Linked DNA regions of Anser cygnoides: region 1 is linked to region 2. The links are chromatin contacts, called in public Hi-C maps. All regions are on one chromosome and are shown on one strand. The core of a region is the stretch at or near the end of the contact, and the rest is flanking DNA. Distances in the headings are between cores, read along the strand shown. Region 1 holds the start of LUC7L2 (LUC7 like 2, pre-mRNA splicing factor). Region 2 holds the start of TOB2 (transducer of ERBB2, 2).

Evidence for each region. A called contact is a pair of places that touch in the nucleus more often than the background predicts.
Region 1: a contact with region 2 is called in a Hi-C map of liver, with 1.9 times the contacts expected there. The contact joins the promoter of LUC7L2 here to the promoter of TOB2 in region 2. A contact is called at or near these places in 2 of 7 Hi-C or Micro-C datasets (both in liver).

The regions. Positions count from the first base shown.
Region 1 is chr1:44,509,527-44,512,446 of Taihu_goose_T2T_genome, forward strand. LUC7L2 (LUC7 like 2, pre-mRNA splicing factor) reads right to left here and starts at 1,565. Exons shown (of 10, transcript XM_048078893.2): 1 at 1,215-1,565. The coding sequence starts at 1,275. FMC1 (formation of mitochondrial complex V assembly factor 1 homolog) reads right to left here. Exons shown (of 2, transcript XM_048078896.2): 2 at 2,839-2,920. The coding sequence ends at 2,903.
Region 2 is chr1:43,953,398-43,956,097 of Taihu_goose_T2T_genome, forward strand. TOB2 (transducer of ERBB2, 2) reads right to left here and starts at 1,382. Exons shown (of 2, transcript XM_048078792.2): 1 at 1,063-1,382.

The DNA of each region.
Region 1 (2,920 bases), core at 315-2,814, 560 kb after region 2:
GGCCAAGCTGAGCACTCACACCACAACAGGAAGCATTCAAAATCTTCTGGGATGAGACAAAAAAATCACTCCAAGTCAGATCCTGCACACTGACTACTCGCTAACCAGCCTTGCTCTCGAAGGCAACCTCTGCATAATAGTAAATTTCCTATGAGGTTATCGTGCCCCTGTTTAGAACAGCTGTAAGCACGTAGCAGGAAGCATTCATGATATCCTGGGTACGTGAAAACTTGTTACATTTATTTAAAATTCCAAACCCTATCAAAAAAGCTGAAAAGATCATATTGCCCTGGTTCCAAGAGATGACCGGCACGTGCAAAGTAAATCCCAGTTCATATATCCTACCCAGTGCATGGGAACACAGATAATCATTAATAAATCACGAAGCTTCAACAAACACGTAGCATACCTGCGAGAGTGAGTACAACATGCAGAACACTAAAATCATCTGTAACCACAGTCTACCCTCAGGGGCAGCATTCTCTTGTTCATAAATGAGATACTACACATCACACCAGGGCCTCCCCTTCCCTAGCAGTCGCCACACTACCTACACTTACGGATCACTGCCGTTCAAACATCACTGTGGAGCGTGAAAAAAAAAATAAATCTGAGAACCTGTACGCAGTGATAATTTTCTATTTCACGATGTGACCGCAAAGTGATCAGAAGCCTGATTGTAACTACCGTGTCTCTCTGTCTCAGGATTACTGCCTCTAGGTGTTAAAACGTGATTTTCTTTAACAAAGGGGAAAAAAAAAATAGGGGGAGTTCATCCGCTGGGAGCGACTAAACCCTCTCTTTCAGAGAGCAGCAGGCAGACCCACCCAGCCGGCAGAAATGATGGTTTGGGTCAGACTTCAGACTACAGTGACACGAGCGCCCTGCTCCGCCAAAGGGGGGGGGGGGGCTGGGGCTGTTCTGCCCGCGCCCCCCCGCCCGGCCGCGGCTGCCCGCTGCTCCCCGCGGGGCCGAGCCACGCGGCCGGGCCCTGCCGCGGCGCGGTTCCGCTTCTCCGGGGGCCCCGCGGGCAGCGCTCGGCGGCCGGGCTGGGCCTCAAGAGCGGCGGCGGCCCCCGGCGGCCGCATCGTCCCCGCGGGGCCCCGGGCCCGCTCCTAGGGCGGGCGAGCGGGCGGACAACGGCGGCGGCTCGTCGGGCCCCCTCCCGGCCCCCGCCCCGGCTCCGAGCGCGGCCCCGGCCGGGGGGCGCTTACCGTCCCGGGACGTGCCCATGAGCTGGTCCAGCATGGCGCGCATCTGGGCCTGCGCCGACATCTTGAGCGCGGGGGGGGCCCGGCCCGGCCCGGCCGCCTCACGCCGACTGCGGCCTACAAGGCCCGAGGCCCGGCGCGGCCCGAGGCCCTCCCCCTACGCGTCACGGTGCGGGCCCGGGCGGAGCCCCGCTTCCCCGCCGAGGGCACGGGGGGGACGCGGAGGTGCAGCGAGAGCAGCGGGCGCTGACGCTGAGGGCGGAGCGGGGGAGCCTCTGCCCCGCGCCCGGCTCGGTGCCGCCGCCGCCTCCCCTCCCCCCGCCGCTCCTCCCGCCTGCCACGCGCGCGCGCGCCGGCGCTAACGGAAACCCGCGCGCACGCGCCCTCCTCCTCCTCGCCTCCCACCTCCCCGCCAACGTCAGCGCGGCCGGCGCTCGGCGCCCAGCCATTGGCCGCGACGCGCGGCGCGGTGATTGGCGGGGGGGCCCCGCGGAGCCGCTGTGACGCGAGGACCGCTCTGGGCGCCCCGGAGCCTCCCCCCGCGGCCCGCCGCCATCTTAGGGGGCAGCGCTGCGGGCGGCCGGGCGCCTCGCGTCCCTGCCGGCCTCTGCTGGCCCCAGCGCCCCGGGCCTGAGGGGCTGCTCCGCCCGCCCGCTGCCCCGGGGCTGGGCTGGTGTTAACTAAGGGGAGAGGCGAGCGAGGGCACGCGTTGAGGGGAAGCGGTTTGGCTCGCAGCGCGTTTCTGACAGCACGCTTTGTCTTCCCTCCCGGCAAAGCCCAGCCAAGCGCTCTTTTGTTGGTCGTTCTTTATTAAGCTCCTCCCGCAATTACAGCCCAGCCTCGCATTTACAGCCGTTGTAAGTCACCCTTGGTACAGGTTTCTTAAGCATCTGGCACAGAACAAGCCTCTTCTGACAACTGAAACCAATGTTTCTTTCCTTATAAAAAGAAGCTTGCTGTTCCAGGTCGCAGGACAAGAAAACAGCATTATCGCTTGGACTGTAACTCACTGTCGTCTGACTTACACATCTGGTGTTACTGACAGGCATCACTTCACTGCTTAAGGAAGCTTCTCCAAGATTCACAGTGAAACAGGCACAAAAGGCCTAGTCTGAGCCAACCACTTCAAGACATTCAGAAATTTGCAGTTCACTAGGAAGCAGTATTCTGAGTCATTATCACTAGGTCATTGCCACGGATGAAAATCTTCAAGGTGAGGAAGTAGTACAGCAGCACTCACAAGAACCTTCTAATGCCCCAAAGAAAGGGCCTTTCCTTTGGGAATTGGAATTGGAAATCGGGCTTTTCCTTTTCCATTGGAAAATTCCCAATGTACAGAACATGGCAGGAAAACCCTACAGAAAATGGGCAAATCCCTTCACCTACAGATTTAGGGGAAGAAAAGAAAGTTTTAACTGCCTTACGATAGCTGGACAGTGAGGTTTTTAGCCTAGTTTTCTATTATAGGTAACCCCTTCATTCCCTGAGGCTGCCTGTCACACCGGACACCCAGACGAAGAGGCAGGTCGGATACACTCGATAACCACCGGGAGGGGATCCCCTCTTGCTCCCCTTTCACCCCACACCCGCTGACTGAAAACCTCCAAGAAACACAAGCCAGCAGGGCCTCGGCGGCTCCCCTACCGGGGCACGTTTATTGGGGAACCGACGGCAGGCGCACGGCGGCCGCTTCAGCCCTTCCCTCCCGG
Region 2 (2,700 bases), core at 132-2,631:
CTTGTAAGGCCTGTGCTACCTCAAGGGGGGGTTGTGTGATACCACGCTGGACCTTTGGCTTTGAGGCACCTGGGGGAGCAGACAGCTTGGGATCCCAGCAAATTATGAGGGAAGGGAACAGCCAGTTTGCTCATCTTGTGTGGTAAATCCTAATCCTGACCCCAAATTTAGTAAGAAATGAGAATTTGCAGGCTGAGAATGGCACGAAGCCGTGTTTGTCACCACCCTAATAGCAACACAAACGCCTCAGTGCACTTTGAGGGTCCCCATCCTCATCGACCTTCTGCACAAGGCAGCAAGGAGACAACTACAGCTCGCTGCCTCCTCTCCTTCTCCTTTTGTCAAGGAGTCCTCCCCCTGTCTAAAAGAGGCACACTCTGTAAGTTAAGCGTGACGAGAAGGGGTTAATCGGCCTAATGACACCCGCCGTGCCCCCCTGCCCGCCCGCCCCCTCAGGGGGGACACCCGGCGGCCATTAGCGGTGACCCAGCCGCGGCGCCTCCCACCGGCCGCGAGGCACGCTGGGACTTGTAGTCCGCGCGCACCCCCCGCCCCGCCCCGCTCCCCGTGACCTACTTCCCCTCCGAACTACGGCTCCCGGCGTGCCCCGCGCGGGGGGCCCGGCCCGCCGCCCCGGCTCTGCCTCGGCGGGGCAGGGCGCAAAATTTTCCACGGCACATGCGCCCCGCCCGCACCCGCCCCGCAGCGCGGCGCCGGGGGCCGCCGGGCAGCCGCCGCCCCCCTCTCCCCTCCCTCCTCCTCCTCCTCCTCCTTCTTCCCCTCCGCCAGGGCCCGGAGCCCCCGGCCGGGCACGGCCCAAGGACGGGGGGCAGCCGCTGTTTGCCCCCCAGCAGCTGCAGAGCCCCGCAGCAGGGCTGCCCCCCCCCCCCGTTAAGGCGCCTTTGTTACAGCGGGGATGGGCATAAGGGGGTGTAGGGACGGGGGGAGCCCCGACACTGGTGACTTTCACCCCCCCCCCCCCCAAGCCCCGCTGGCCGCCCGGGGGTGAGGGGAGCAGCCCCCAGCGCAGCCCACAAAGGGGCCCCCCCAGCCCCCACTTACTTCGTCCTCGGCTCCGGGCGCTGCTGGGGGGGAGCCCGGGCGCTGCGTGCGGGTCCCTGCCCCGTCCCTCGCCTTCTCCCTGCCCGGCGCTGTCCTGCGGCTCCCTCCGCGGGGCGGGGTCCTTCCTCCGCGGGGCTGCGGCCCGGAGGGGTGCCGGGGGACGGCCGGGAGGTGAGGTGCGGGTACCGCTGCCCTGCGCCGCCGCCGGCCTGGCCTCGCCTCGGCCCGGAGCCGCCCGCGCCCTGGCCCCAAGTGAGCCAACTCACGGCAAACTTTCACCCTTAGCAACCCCGCGCACGGATCCGCGCTGCGCCCCGCGTGATGCGGCCCCGGGGGGCGGGCCGGGACTACTTCCCGCTGCCTCCGCCCCTCCGCGCCTCACGGGGCTGGGGGGGGGCGCTCCGTGTCTGTCTTTTTTCCCTTCCTCCACCACTTTATTTATTTATATATCTATCTATCTATTTATTTATTTATTTGTTATTTCTTCCAGGAGGGGACTGAGCGTGGCTCAAGCGGCAGCGGGGGGAGGGGGGGAGGATTGACCCGCGGCTTAGCCCGGCCCCTGCCCTGCCCGGAGCCCCCTCAGGGATCACCACCGTCCCCTGAGGGGACGAGGCCGAGCCGCTGGAGCCGCCCCCGCGCCTCCACCCCCCCACCCCGGCTCCGCGGACTATTTAGCCACCTCACAGCCGTGCGCCTCCGCCCCCAGCGTAGGGCCGGCCCGGCCGCGGCGGAGGCGGCGAAGGGCCCGCAAGGTGCGCGAGCGGCCCCCGTGCTAAAAATAACTGCGGCGTGTTAGCAACAGCATCCCCATTGGCCGGCCCGGCCCGGCGGCGCCTCCGGATTGGTGCGCCGCCTCAGCCAATGAGCCGCTGGGGGTGTGCGCGCGGCGCGGGGGCCGCCGGGAGTTGTAGTTGCCGGGCGGCGAGGCCCGGCCGCAGGCGGTGTGAGGAGCGCGGGCGGCTGCCACCGCCCCGTCGCGGTCCCTGTCACGGAGCGGCTCGGCCGGCCCTGAGCGGAGCCCGTGAAATCGTCCCCCGTTTTCTTTGGTTCTGAGTTCCCCAGGAAAATCTCATCCCGGAGTCGGGTTTAATCTTGTAATTGGATCTTCTCGGCACACGGGCTGACGTGCAAACGTTGAATTTACACCCGTTTTCAGAAGGGATGAGCACGAGTGCCTCCAAAGCCACTCCCTGTCCCCCTGGTTAAATAATTCTCCATAGCATCTGTCCCCCAAACACTAAAATATCCAGTTACGCTAAACATCAAGCTCCTCTCTTGCCCTACGTCCACCAAGACCTTCAGCATCTTTCTGGGTTTTGCCTCTCCTCCCTTGCCCAGGACCCCTTTACCTGAGGGACTTTAGGTACTGCCTTTGGGATTTTAGGTAATTTGCCACCAAAGAGGATTTTTGAAGCCAGTCAACGCCACACATTAAGAAATCTGTTAAGAAATCTGTCAATACCGTCCTCTCCAGACACTGCAACAGCAGCCACCGTCGCTCATTTTCTCACCGATAAAAAAAAAAAAGCAAAACAACTTTGGAACATTTTTCTTCTGTAGGGGAAGGGAGAGAAGGGGAAGATTTGTAAGAACTATTACGAGCAGCCTTATTTTCATGGCTTCTGGTTTAAAGGG